2 separate regions of the Rattus norvegicus genome follow, and region 1 is linked to region 2. The links are chromatin contacts, called in public Hi-C maps. All regions are on one chromosome and are shown on one strand. The core of a region is the stretch at or near the end of the contact, and the rest is flanking DNA. Distances in the headings are between cores, read along the strand shown.

Region 1 (6,590 bases), core at 662-3,161, 760 kb after region 2:
ACAAACATAGAAAAACTCAAAGGGGAAGCTTGCCCCTCCATCCCAGCCCCCAGAATGTGCATTTCTTCCCCCAAGCTGTACAAGGTCCCACTGTGTCTTCTTGTTCCTCTTTGTCCTCCTCAATGGGCTATGTTCCCCTACCCCTACTAACCAGTCTGCAGTGCGCTGATCACCCACGTTGGCCGCCATCTGGACCTTGGGGTGTAGGGAGTAGACCTCGGGAGCCAGACTGCTTTTTCACTGCCTAGAAGAAAAGAGATGAATCAGGAAGACCCAAGAGAAGCTAGGCTGGAAAGGGAGGGTATCTCAGAAGGGAACACTGGTAAAGAATGGAAAAGAATCCAAGTGTGGTGATTGCTGGGAGTTCAACACTTATCTGGGTTACATGTTGAAATCCTGTCTCGAAAACAAACAGCCAAAAGAATCAGAGAGAATCAATTCCTAGTGTGGAATGAAGAGACCTGAGCATGAAAGGAAAAGACCTCCCTTGGAAGGCTCTAAGACTAAACTGTGGGATATGAAAATGAAAACAAAGAAACTAAAACTTGCATTACATTCTGTGTGGATGTGAGGGAAACCTGGCTCAAGTGATGGATGCAGAAACCAGTCCTGGACAGGAAATCAAGAGAATCCCCTAGTATATTGATATAGCAAGAAGGCGGCTCTCCGATGTGTAACTACCAGTGACTAAAGTACTAGCTACCGAAGAAGCTTGGCAAGAAAGCCGCCTCTGGGGACACACTGAAGAGTAAGGGACTGAGACTGGGAGAACATTGGAAAACAAAGTTTTCAAAGAAAAAGGTAATCTATGGATGTCCCAGTGAGCAGGAGCGGGAGACTCCCCCTATTTTAAGTCACTGGCTGTCAGCACCTACCAGACTTAATCAATTAGTCTCCAGAGGACAGAGAAGAGACTTGTATGGGATGTTCCTAGGAGCAGGAGTTGGTTAGGGGGAAAACAAGTGGCAATTACTCAAGTAAGGTGTCTGCAGATAAAACTTTGACGAAATTGTGGGAGGCGCGCAACATTCTTAATAAACTATTAGGGGTGAGGCGAATACCATAAAAAAAATATGAAGGACCACTTTGGAAATAGGGCTGGAGCAGTCCAAACAACAGTTAAGATTTACATCAAAGAAGCCTACTGGAGAACCCGAAATCTTACAGGAAGTCTAAGGAGCACTGACAGGTCTCAAAGGCCTTAAAAACAAAAACAAAAACGTTGGGTGGAGTCAAGGGGTCCTAACTAGGGAAGCAGATAAGAGAGCCTCGGGTTACTAATTGGTATTAGGAGGAGGCCTGAGGGAAAGGGTCAGATGGACGAGGACAACATGAACTGTAAGTTCAACAGCACCTGGCTGTCCCGCAGGCATGGGGTCCACGACGCTAGGTGGAAGTTGAGGCCGCCCTGAACTCAAGCGACCTCCCTTGTCCCTGCGGCCAGCCACCGGCCCGGCCGCGCCTGCGCACCAGGCTGCGAGGGTGGCCTCTCTAGGTTGCCCCAGGCAACAGGGAGGCCGGCGTAACAGCGGGTCAATGGGGCCGCAAGGGGAGCGTCTAGGGTACTAGGGCCCGCAGCGTTCCCAGGGTCTGTGGCAGAGCGGAAGCGGACGCGCACGCGCAAAGAAGCGCTCCCCCTCGCCCACCCAGCGCGCATGCGCGACGGCGCTCCGGCAGCCACACCCTTTACAGACGCAGGGCGCGGCGTCGGTTGGCCTCACCAAACAGGCCAGGGCTCGCGGAGTACGGAACCCGAAAGAGTTCCTGTGCTCGCCTGCCAGGCCTCCCACCAATACCCACACTCACTAGAACCACTCGCTCCTGGGATTCGTTGCCGGCGGCCCAAAGCAGAAGATACAAGACAACCAAGAGTGCGTTCAGTCACCGGCGGGCTCTAGACTGGGGCTCGAACGTCCGGACCGCGGCGTGATGACGTTACAAGGACGTCCGACCCCGCCTCGTGTCGCGCACAGCCAATAGAAGTCACCGCTGGGTTTGAACCGTCCTCCACTCGTCCCGCGACGCAATCGCGTGTGGGCGTTGTCGGCAAGCCGGAAGCTGGCTTTAGACGGTAGCCCCGTGGGGACAAGAACCGCGAGCCCTCCCAGTCTCTCGTACGTGTACACAATAGGCTAGTTTTGACTCAATCTACAGTAGTCAATAGGCCCTCAAGTGTAAAATAATAGGAACAGGAGTTGTGAGACTGCGCCCTGCGCTATGACGATAAAAACAAATTGGGTGGAGAGAAGAGGCATAAAGATGAATCCTCCCTTGGAAAGCTTGTTTAGTGAATAAAATTGGAATGGCGCACCTGGCGTGGGAATAGCGAGTGCGAATCAAAGGAAGCGGGAAACGCGTCGTTTGAGGAATGGGAGTAGCCACTGAACCGTGACGCTGGAAAGGTATCCTGTAGGGTTTTGGGATGGTGAGATATGGACAGGACAGAGAGGCAGCTGGCAGAACTGTATCTGTTAAGATCAGGATGACCTGGAACTCAGAAATCCGCCTCCTTCCTATGAAATGTAAAGTGTGAGCTGCCACTTAAAGCCCACGGTTTACAGTGAGAGTGATTGAATTGTGCAGTCCAATTTGGGATCCCCGGTTAAATAATCTATGAGACAGTACCTTATAGACCAATTTCTGGTCTCACATTGTACAAGCAACTTTTGGTAATGAAACAACACTTGGTTAATTTTGTATCATTTGCTAGTGTTAGGTTGGTAGGTTTCTTCCCATCTCCTTTTTATAATGAACTTTTATTTTAGAATAAATTTAAGTTTACAGAAATAAAAATTGCAAAGGTAATACAGGAATTGAGCACACTGCCCAGTTTCCCCTATTGCTAGATTCCACACCTCGAATTCACCATGGTTTATTTGTTAAAAGTAAGAAATTGACATTGCTTTAATACTCTGAACTAAGCCGCAGACTTTAGAAGTGGGTACTTTTCCTACTAATGTTTTCTGTGCACCAGAATGTAACCCAGAACATCATGCTGCATTTATCCTGCTTATTACCTATCATGTCAAGAGCTGTTTTCTGGATTTATGATACCCATTTGCTTCACCATTCAACTGAGGTTCAACCAGTCAGATAACTTGTCCACATTAACATAGTGGTGCCAGGTCTAGGACCCAGAGGCTTCCAACCAGCACAGGGCCAGGGATACCCCTGGTGCCTCTGTACCCCACTTGCCACTGTGAACTTGAGGATCCTGCTCTACATTACTGTTCTTCCTTTTGTGAACATTTCTGTCTCCAGGGTTTAACTGAGCCAAGGGTTGCCTGTTCATCTCTTACTGGAAGCTTGTGCCCCAAAGGATTACCAGGTTAAGAGATGTGAGCAGGGTTTTGTTTTGTTTGTTTGTTTTAATTATTATTTTCACATAGCTGGTGATTCACCGCCTCTGAGCAGCATATTCAGAGAACTTTTTCCCTGAGCCTCCAGACTAGCACCAGCCAACACCCCACTTTAAAGTCCACAACAAGTAGGTACTAGAAAGGGGAAAGTAGCACATCGTGTTTGCTAATCATTAGAACTTGAACATTTTAGCTGGTGATATGGTGATACATGCTTTAATCTCAGTACTAGGGAGGCAGAGGCAGGCTGTTCTCTGTGAGGTCAAGGCCAGCCTGGTCTACAAAGAGTTCCAGGACACCCAGGTCTATTACAAAGAAAGCCTGTCTCAAAAAACCAAAAACCAAAATGAAAACCAAAAATCCCCAGTTTTATCCTTTGTCTTGGGGATTTTGTTTCCTTGTACGTTCATCTCAGTTACTTATTACTAAATTGAGTTGGTCTGTTTTTTGTTAGATAATAGAAGCTTTTTGAATTATGTTTATCTATTAACAACAATGTTTTCCTTTGTCATGTGTGCTACTTTTTTTTTTTTTAACAAATAAGAACTACATAGGAATTGTTCCCCAGACAATAAATTTCCCTTTTGACTCTGCCATGTTTGTTTTTACTTGACAACTTGATGATTGCCTCATCTTTTCCTGTCTGGATTTATATTATCTTCCTTAAACCTTCTCCCTTTACATCACCGTGGTAGCATTACGAGCAAATATTCTACTTCTCTCTGAAGATTTCTGTCCCTATCCTGAAACAAGCGTTAGTTTTCTGACGTTCTTGTGTAGGATATGAGCTGCTAGGAAGCAAGTTGATTCGATTCCACACCGTTCCTAATCCCAGCAGGCTTTGAACATTCCACGTGACTGGAAGGTTGACTCTTCCTGTGGATGCACGCATGTTTAATTTAGTGTTAGGCTTACTCTCTTCTGGGATCTGCTTCTTCCCCCTTGTCAGGATTCACACGTGACTTTCAGAAGCAAAGCAGTGCTGAGCCTGGACAAGAGGAGAGTTGCCTTTCAAACACCAGAGGAGTCCCCTAGCCCAGTCAAGACTTCTTTCTCCAGGATTGGGGCAGGGGTGATAAGAAGGACCTAGGTACTTGTAAAATAAAGTCTTCCCTTTTATTTCAAATCCGCCCTCTTCCAAGTTAGTGCCATCAGTTGAGATCACTGGCATATGGCAGGAAATGGCCATGCCTGCACCTGTGTCCAGCTTTATCCCTCCAAGGACAGGGCTGGTACCCGGAGGTGAGGAACACCACGCTGTATGGTCAGCTCCCTTCCCAGACAGCCCTGGTCTCTATTGTGCCACCCCAGCAACCACCTGTGCTAAGGAGAAATGGGAATGGGGGAGTGTTAGGGCCAGAACAGGATGTCATCCTATGTGAGGTGTCCATAGCCAGCAGTGTTAATGGTCAGAGCCCAGCCAAGGTCAGGTTAGTGGGGCCTTCTCCAGCAGCCAAGGAAAGGAGCTAGAGAAAGAGGGAGAGATGAAGAGCTGACATTGGCAGGAGATACTCCCGTGGACACCCACCCAGCATAAGAGAGCTACTACAACTGTAGGGGAGATCCAAGACCCAACTGCACATGACGGTACTTGAAGCTTACCAAAGAGGAGAGGCAGGCCACACTGGCAGGGGGGCTCAGATGGAAGACTGCCACTGCACAAAGCGCTTGGATTCCTGGCAGGATAACAGGGACAGAAAAGACATACAGAATCTCTTGTGGACTGTGGAGCCCTTCCTTCTTCCCTCAGGCCCAGGATCTAGACCCCAGACCTCCTCCCTCACGCCCAAGACTCATCCCTCTTCCCATAGGATCTCAGACCAGAGGTTTGGTCTCATTTTCTCTCTTCCCAGACCTAGGAATGCAATACTCATTTTTTCTTCTCTTAGACCCAGGATCCCAGGCCCCAGTCCTCTTCCCTTCAGAGGAGGGTTTATACCTGAGGGTTGAAAGGGTCGTCATCGTCTGTGTCATCGTAGTCATCACTGAAGTGTGATGTGGGGAGTGGCAGAGAAGCAGGATGGAAACCAATCAGGAGGCTGCCCCATCCCCATCAGTGGCCCTGGGTACTGCCTCCTGTCCCCTCCCTGGGGACCCTACCCTCTCTCCCTTGCTGACCTGGGTGGGAAGAGAGCCCAGGCACGGGGCAGGCTGCAAAGAGTGGTGGCTAGGGCCCCGGCAGACAGGAGAGAAAAGAGCATCAGGAACAGCAGGCCCTCTAGGGCATCTTCACACAGGCCTCGGAGTGCTGAGCCATAGTCCTGAGGCAGAGGGTAAGGAGGCTCAGCGTGTGTACACATGCATTTCATACATAGGGCCAACCATCCATTTACCTGGCTGTCACCCAGACTATGCCCAAGTGTAGTCTTTTGTCAGAGAGCTGTTCTGAACATGGAAAGTCATCTGTATACTCAGCTTGTGCCGTTGCTGAACAGCAGCCCAACAACCCACCCCACCCCTATTTTATCTTAGTCCCTGCTCCCCACATGCAAAGTGACCTAGCATCTCCACTCAGCACCTAGAGAACGAACTGCTCTCCCAGCATCTTCAACCCTGCCTATCTTTGCTCTGTCCACATGCTATTGACAGACGAGGACGCCAGCAGCATCTATTCCTGCACTTGTGGCAGCCACATGCTCACACATTGTCAGATGTCCCCTGGCTCCTGCAGATTGCTGGCTTACATAACACTTAGGTTTGGGTGTCCACATGATAGACATGCAAACAGGACTGGCTACTGTGACCACCATCGTGGAGGCCAGCAGAGCCTCTGTAACCTCGATGCCCAGTGGCACAGCCAACATTCTGCCAGGATGGACTAGTCCTCCCTTGTTCCAGGCATGCCACCAGCATTGGCAACCTTAAGTGCATGGGACCCGGGCAACTACTGTGGAGGTCAGTGAGCTGGTAAGACAGGAAGATGTTAAGGCAGTACATAGCAGAGGCCATGCGAAAAGGACACCAGGAGACAGGCAGAGATGGTCAGGTCCAGTCAGAGGCACGTGGCTGGGCTGATGTGGGGGACAGGTAGAAACACCAAGGCTGAGTGTCTATACAGGCCCCTACTAGGTCAGTGCCAAGAGCCCTGGCTTTAATCCATGTGGAGGGGGATTCATGAAAGGGTTTTTAGATGAAGACTGATCCGATTGTGTTTGAAAGGATCACCAGCTGTTATTGGACAGATGGAATGAGCAAAATGGGCATGCAAGAGGTGAGGAGGGCTGGGGCCTG
Region 2 (6,639 bases), core at 2,079-4,578:
GGAGACAGGAGGGTAGGGATTTCAAGGTCATCCCTTGGCTACAGAGGGAGTTCAAAACCACCCTGGGCTATATGAGATCCTGTCTCAAAAAATAATGACAATACAGGTGGTATTCACACCTTTCTTTTTTTCTTTTTTTTTTTCTTTTTTTCGGAGCTGGGGACCGAACCCAGGGCTACCACTGAGCTAAATCCCCAACCCCGGTATTCACACCTTTAAACCCAGCACTTGGGAGACAGAGGCAGGCAGATCTTCATGAGTGTGAGGCCAGCCTTGTCTGCAGAGTGAGTTCCAAGGCAGCAAGGGCTACACCAAGAAACCCCATTTTAACAAACAACCAACGAACACCCTCCCCTCTTCAAAAATAATGATCAGGGTCGATAGAGGAATAGATCTATAAGATGTGATTCTAGGACCCAGGACATAGCCCAGCAGGTAAATGTGTATCCTGCCACGCCCTATGACCTGGGTTGGGTTAGATCTCCAGGACTCATGTGGACGGAAGAAGTAACTTCTGCAAGTTATCCTCTGACCTCCATGTGTGTTGTCATACATAAGCATACATGTGCAAATGAATGTAATAATTAACAAAAAGATGTTCTTCTGGAGCAGGAGAGATGGCTCAACAGTTAAGAGTTTTGCTGCTCTTCTAGAGGACCCAAGCTCAATTCCCAGCACTTATGTCAGACAGCCCACAATAGCCTGTAACTCCATCTACAGGAGATGCAATGCCCTCTAGTGGTGTACTTGTGTACCTGCATGTATGTGAAGACAAACATAAATTCCTAATAAATCATTTTTAAAAGTGACCTGATTTTGGGGGTTGGGATGAAATCCTCTCCTCTAATGGCAGTGTATGGACTACATTTCGGGAGTGAGTTTCTTTCTGTTCCTTAGTTGGAAGTGGGACACGAGTAATCTCAAGATATGCTTCTCGTCATGGGCATTTGGAGACCCAGTGTAATGATAGTCACACAGACAGGCCAGCCATAGGTGTCCCTGAAGAATCAATTGCCTCTTAGACTTAAAATGTTTTTATAAGGTAAGTAACTCTTCCAAGGACAGTTTTAAACAACACATTCAAGGTGTGTGTAGGAGCATGCATAGAATCCCAGAATTTGAGAGGCGGGACAGTAACCAGACCAAATCTGGCTAAAAATAGTCTTACCTCTTGTCTGTGCACTGGTGTAGCCTTACTTTGTGGATTATTTTATGAAGTGGTATATTAAAAAAACAAACAAACACGTCTATTAGTGTGTGTCTTAGTAGGGTGTGCACGAATGCCGTGGTCAGTGAGTGGAAACCGGAGACAGTTTGTGGAGTCAGTGCTCTCCTTCCTTGTGGGTCCCAAAGATGGAAATATCTGACTTCTTGCCTTGGGGAAGAAGGATTCGTGCATGCGTGCATGCGTGCGTGCGTGTGTGCGTGCGTGTGTGCGTGTAGGGTAGGGTTCAGGTATCTCATATCTCAAAAATCATGGGATTACCCTTTTGGACTTATCATCATTGTTTCCCAGGCCCTGGAGGTTTTATGGCTTATTTCTCTGCATAAATCCAAGGATTGTGGAGTGGATGGTCTGCGTTAGTGTCCCTTAGGAAAAACGTTTGTTTTCCCTATACCAATTTTGACAGGTTTCTGCTCGACTGTTCCTGTCTCAAAATGATTTTTATCCTTTTTGAAAATGGACTTTTGGGGAAAATTATGTGAAAGATCACATTATTTTTATTAGGTGTTTATTAGGTATGCTTATCTGTTGGGTCTATTGTAAAACTTTCAAACCTAGTGGAACATCACATTTTAGATTACAAAATCCCTGCATGCCAGGAGAGCATGATACAATCTGAGTGTAGGAGTGTATAATTCCTAGTGTACTTTGCAGCCCTAGGTAGGCTGTATATGGCCGTTTTGGTTATGTGTGGGAGTCCTCTTTCTAGTATGCTCAGGGAATTATTACCACTAGAAAACGTAGGCTTTTTCTTGATCTGGAAACTGACTTCTTAGGTACCTTGGGTTCTGAGACATATTTGGAAGTCTGGAGCTGAACCCTTTTCAGGCGTGGCCTTGAGACTACATTTCCCAGCTTGCCCCATGTTATCTGATTTCCTTGAACTTGGCACGGGAACTTTATCGCAACGTTATAAGAGGAGTTTGGCGGTGACAGGCTTTAATCTTATTTGAGAACTCAATTTCCCGTGGTCCCTTGATTTTCCTGATACCATAGGGAGCCCATTCATTCATTCGAAATACTTTTTACTGCCTTCTCTCGGGCTCAGAGTCGTTAGGACTACCTTAGGGGTGCTCAAAGAAAACAAATCGAGTTTATTTATAGTCGACGGGTTGGGGCAGTTTCAAAACTAAAACAAGTCCGGCATGTTGGTACTCCTTTAATTCCATCACTCGAGAGGCAAGGAGGAGGCGGAGTTTTGTGAGTTCGAGGCCATTCTGGTCTACATAACGAGTTTCAAGCCAGGCAGGGCTATGTAGTGAGACCCTGCCTCAAAACAAAAATAACCACCCACAAAAAAAACTAAACTCCTGTAATCCCAGCTATAGGAGATGGAGACAGGAAGATCAGAAGTTCAAGGGCATTATTAGTGAGTTCGAGGACCATCCTATCTCAAAACAAATCATAAAAATTATGCAAATTTTATTTCTGTATCTCTCGGGATCCGCTATCCGCCATCATTTCCCATGCGCCTTTGGGTAGTCGCTTTACAAAGTACACTACATTTCCCATCATGCCACAGTAACCTATCCGGCTATTCTACCCAGATTCCCAGCATTCCCAAGGGGCATGCCCTCCTTTAAGCAGTTTTTTCTTTGCTTCTTGGTTTTTCGAGAGGGTTTCTCTGTGTGGCTATGATTGTCCTGGAACTCAGGACCAGGATCAGACCAGGCTGTCCTGGAACTCAGAGATTTGTCTGTTGCTGCCTCCCAAGTGCTAGGATCGATGACGTGCCTTTTGACTGTTTTCATTCGACCCCTTCCAGCTCCTGATTTCTAAACATGCCTCAGGATATAGCGAGTTTAGCGAAAACTTCCGTTCGTAGAACCCATTTCCAAGTACTCCTGGCGGCCTGCCTTCTGCCTCATTCTCTAACCTATCTTGTTCACGTTATGCGAGGCTCCTCAATGGGAAGAAACTCCACTTCCCAGCTCGCCATGCGAGGCTCATTTTTTTTTTTTTTTTTTTAGGCCCTCACCCTCAGCAATGTCTCAATCAGGACTCCATTTCCCAGAGGGCTTTGGGCCAGCGGCGTGACGTCAATACACCGAGCGGGGGCTGGGCGAGCTTCTGGGCGGTGCTTGTCGCGCGGCGGTTCCCGGCGGCCCCCAGGGCGGGCGGGTGGCGGCTGTTCGTCGCCCGGCGCTCGCTCGCTCGCTCGCTCGCTTGGTGAGCGGGCGGGCAGCGGGCCGGCGCGATGTCCGGCGAGGATGGCCCGGCAGCGGGCCCGGGGGCGGCGGCGGCTGCAGCGGCCGCCCGTGAGCGGCGGCAGGAGCAGCTGCGGCAGTGGGGGGCGCGGGCGGGCGCTGACCCGGGCCCCGGGGAGCGGCGTGCCCGCACTGTCCGCTTCGAGCGCGCCGCCGAGTTTCTGGCGGCCTGTGCAGGCGGTGATCTGGACGAGGCTCGCCTGATGCTGCGTGCAGCGGATCCTGGTCCCGGGTCCGGCGCTGCGACTGACCCCGCTGTCCCTCCGCCTGCCCGTGCGGTGCTCGACTCTACCAACGCCGATGGCATCAGCGCCCTGCACCAGGTCAGCGCCCCCGTCCCGCGTCTTCACCACTCGGGCATCCTCCCTCCTCGGCTCTGAGCCACCTTTCCTCGACTCTGCCATCGCCGAGGATCCCGCCTGCTCTGTGGCCGCCTCTTCTCTGTCATTCGTGCTGTCATCTCTCCCGTGCATCTTTTGCAGCATTGCTTACTTCCGTGCCCACGCAGGCTCGGTTTCTCCTTTCCTGGCTAGTACTTGTTTGACTGTGTTGCAGTCTTTCCTGACTCAGGCCTGAGGTTTCGTTCTCCTGCAGTTTGACATAACCCTCCTCTTTACTAGGCCCAGGTCCTTCAGTGTCACTTCTTTGAAGGTCCATCTTTGTGCCTTCTTCTTCTTCCTGTGATTTGTGCTGTTCGTTGCGGCCTCAGGATGGTCTTTCCTCTTCTAGGCAGTGTATCACGTTGTTTCCTTGAAAGGGCACTTCCTCTGTTGGGTCTTCCCTTGCTTTCTTTATCTTTTCTCCTATCTCAACCCCATGTCCTTCATTAAATTATCTCTTCATCCCTCCTTTTGGGATCTTGCCACCTCTTAAAGAGGTTTCTCCTCAACTCTTTCTCTGTCCACATTATTTGCCTTCTGGGGGAAACTTGTAGGCATTCGCTCTTCCAGGAGCAGGATCACTTTTCCTTTTGTTTTGTTTTGTTGTTGTTTTGCCTAAGACAAGGTCTTGCTATGTAGTCCAGGCCAGCCGCAAACACAGATCCTTATGTCTCTGCCCTTCTCATTTCTGGAGTTACAAGGCCACCTTATCTATCCTTGGTTCATTTCTTAGACTTTATTTGGGAAGCGTCCTTCTTCAAAAAGTATGCCCTCTCTCCTGAATTTCCACCTTATCACCTCCCAGAGGACTATAGAACCTATTCCACTAAAACCCTGGGTATCCAGGACACATTACTTTTTCCAGTGCTCTGTGCCCGAGAGTCAGGATCATCTTGTGTTGTTTGGGTTCTTCTGGATTCAGGATGCTTTTATTCACAGTTAGGATGATCAAGGACAAGATTAGTCACACAAGAGCTTACATCCCAGTTCTCCAGCCTGGTCTCAGTGATGGTCCAATGTCAGTCTTCTGGTGAGCAGCCTTCTTTCATGGCAATTCCATCTCTTGGGTTGTCCTCTTTTCTCCTTTCTAGGATCCCATGGTGGTCTAGTGGAAACAGAGGGGATCCTGGAAGGGAAGCCTGCTGCCTGAGGATGGGACACAGAGGGATGGTATTTGACAGGTTCAGTTTTCGGGCATGCAGGTAGAGAAAAAACACTCAGAAGCCATCCGTCCCGGGATGTAGCTTAGTTTGTAGAGTGGGTATCTAGAGTGCATGAAACCAGGTGCTTGGGAAGTGGAGGCAAGGTGGCTTGGAGGGTCAGTGTCAGCTTCAGCTACACAGTGAGTTGAGGCTGTCCTAGGCCACATGAGACCTAGTCACAAAAACAAAATCAGTCAGTCAGTACTGACCTAATATCTGTTTGACTGTTTGTTCTTTGTCTCTTGTATCTTGAGTGTTCTTTAGTTTTCTTATTTGTGGAATGGGAGCAGTGGTCACCGCTGTACCTGGACACTCTGATGAGAAGTGTCATGTGGAAACTCCTTCTTGGGGCCTATATGAACTGCAGGTATACCCTGGGAATTTGTTCCCAGTGCTGTCTGGGACATTTTCCTTTATATACAGCAGGACACTATTTCCCTGAGGCCCCTCTCAGAGTCTCAGCATCTTTGATCAGTCAAGGAGAGCAGTCCACCACCCAAATCTCTGGCTCCTGACTGCATCCCTCTTCTGGATCTGCTGGGAGCCACTAGAGTACCTCTTCTGACAGAAACCTGTAATGTCAGGCCTGGCCTGGTTTGTCCAGCAGCCTTCCAGTGGGACTCTCCTCCCACTATGGAGAGATTTTTGGTGAACTCACTCGAGAACTTTTCAGGAGGCGTGGAACATTGGGAGAGAAGATTCAAAGAGAGCAGTTGGTTTACAGAGCCAGTAAGCAGAGGGAGCTGGGGTCTAGAGTGGGGCGAGTGTGGTGTCACCACCTCATACTGTCCTGGCTTTAGCAGTGACAGTTCCCAGAGCTAGTTGCAGTCCCAGGAAAACAGGGACATTTGGTCACTCCATCTGGTGGCTTCTAGTGTCTCCTGATTTCTGTACCTGGGGCTGTGTTTTCAGTTTTAAACCCTCGTTGGGGCACCAGCTTCCTGCTGTGTTGTTTCTTGAGCCCCAGCTTCTACCTCACCAAGGCAGGGATACTCTTTTTTTCTTCCCTTTGTCCAATAATCTACCTTGTCCAATAATGGCTATGAGTTGGGTCTGTGGTAGGCAGGGCTGGGAGTTAAGAGTCCTAGGTTTGAACAGGGGAGAGATTGTGTGCTCAAACACATGGGTCTGAGGGAAGAGGGGCAAGTCTGGCCCCCTAGGTCTAAGAAAAGAGGATTGGCTAGAGTTCTGTGTCTGAGGGAGGAGGAGGTGGGCCTAGATTCTTGGGTCCCTAGTGCCCAGCCTCAGGCATCTTTCACATGGATGCCGGTGCCCGGCCAGGTCCTTGAAAGGGAAAGGCCCATCTGCCTCCTTGCCCCCCCTCCCATCACCATGACAACAGGGTGGAAATAAACTGAGCCCAGAGTGAAGCCCAGAGTTCATCCCGTTCCCAGGGCACGTGTGGCCCCCCTCTTGCAGCCTAAATTTCCATGACTTCATGCTCTTGGCCCTCGTAGCTTCCTTCTCTCTTTCTCCAGATGGTTGAACTTGAAGAAGGGGGTTAATTTTCATGAGGGCCCAGGAGTGGGGACCCTACCCCCTCCCTAGACTCAGTGGTTCCAGTGTCTAGCCAGTGTCATCAGGGATGGGGACCAGCTCTCTGGATATTGTGCTGGCTAGGGTGA

The links. A called contact is a pair of places that touch in the nucleus more often than the background predicts.
Region 1: a Hi-C map of hepatocytes shows a contact between it and region 2, with 2.0 times the contacts expected there. The contact joins the promoter of Leng8 here to the promoter of Ppp1r12c in region 2. A contact is called at or near these places in 2 of 12 Hi-C or Micro-C datasets (hepatocytes and mammary epithelial cells).

What each region holds. Positions count from the first base shown.
Region 1 is chr1:79,122,827-79,129,416 of GRCr8, forward strand. It overlaps Leng8 (leukocyte receptor cluster member 8), which reads right to left and starts at 1,912. Exons shown (of 15, transcript NM_001037790.3): 1 at 1,807-1,912; 2 at 152-244. The coding sequence starts at 189. It overlaps Ttyh1 (tweety family member 1), which reads right to left. Exons shown (of 14, transcript NM_001106225.1): 11 at 5,478-5,620; 12 at 5,299-5,344; 13 at 4,962-5,035; 14 at 3,350-4,825. The coding sequence ends at 4,997.
Region 2 is chr1:78,359,600-78,366,238 of GRCr8, forward strand. It overlaps Ppp1r12c (protein phosphatase 1, regulatory subunit 12C), which reads left to right and starts at 3,329. Exons shown (of 22, transcript NM_001191946.2): 1 at 3,329-3,755. The coding sequence starts at 3,423.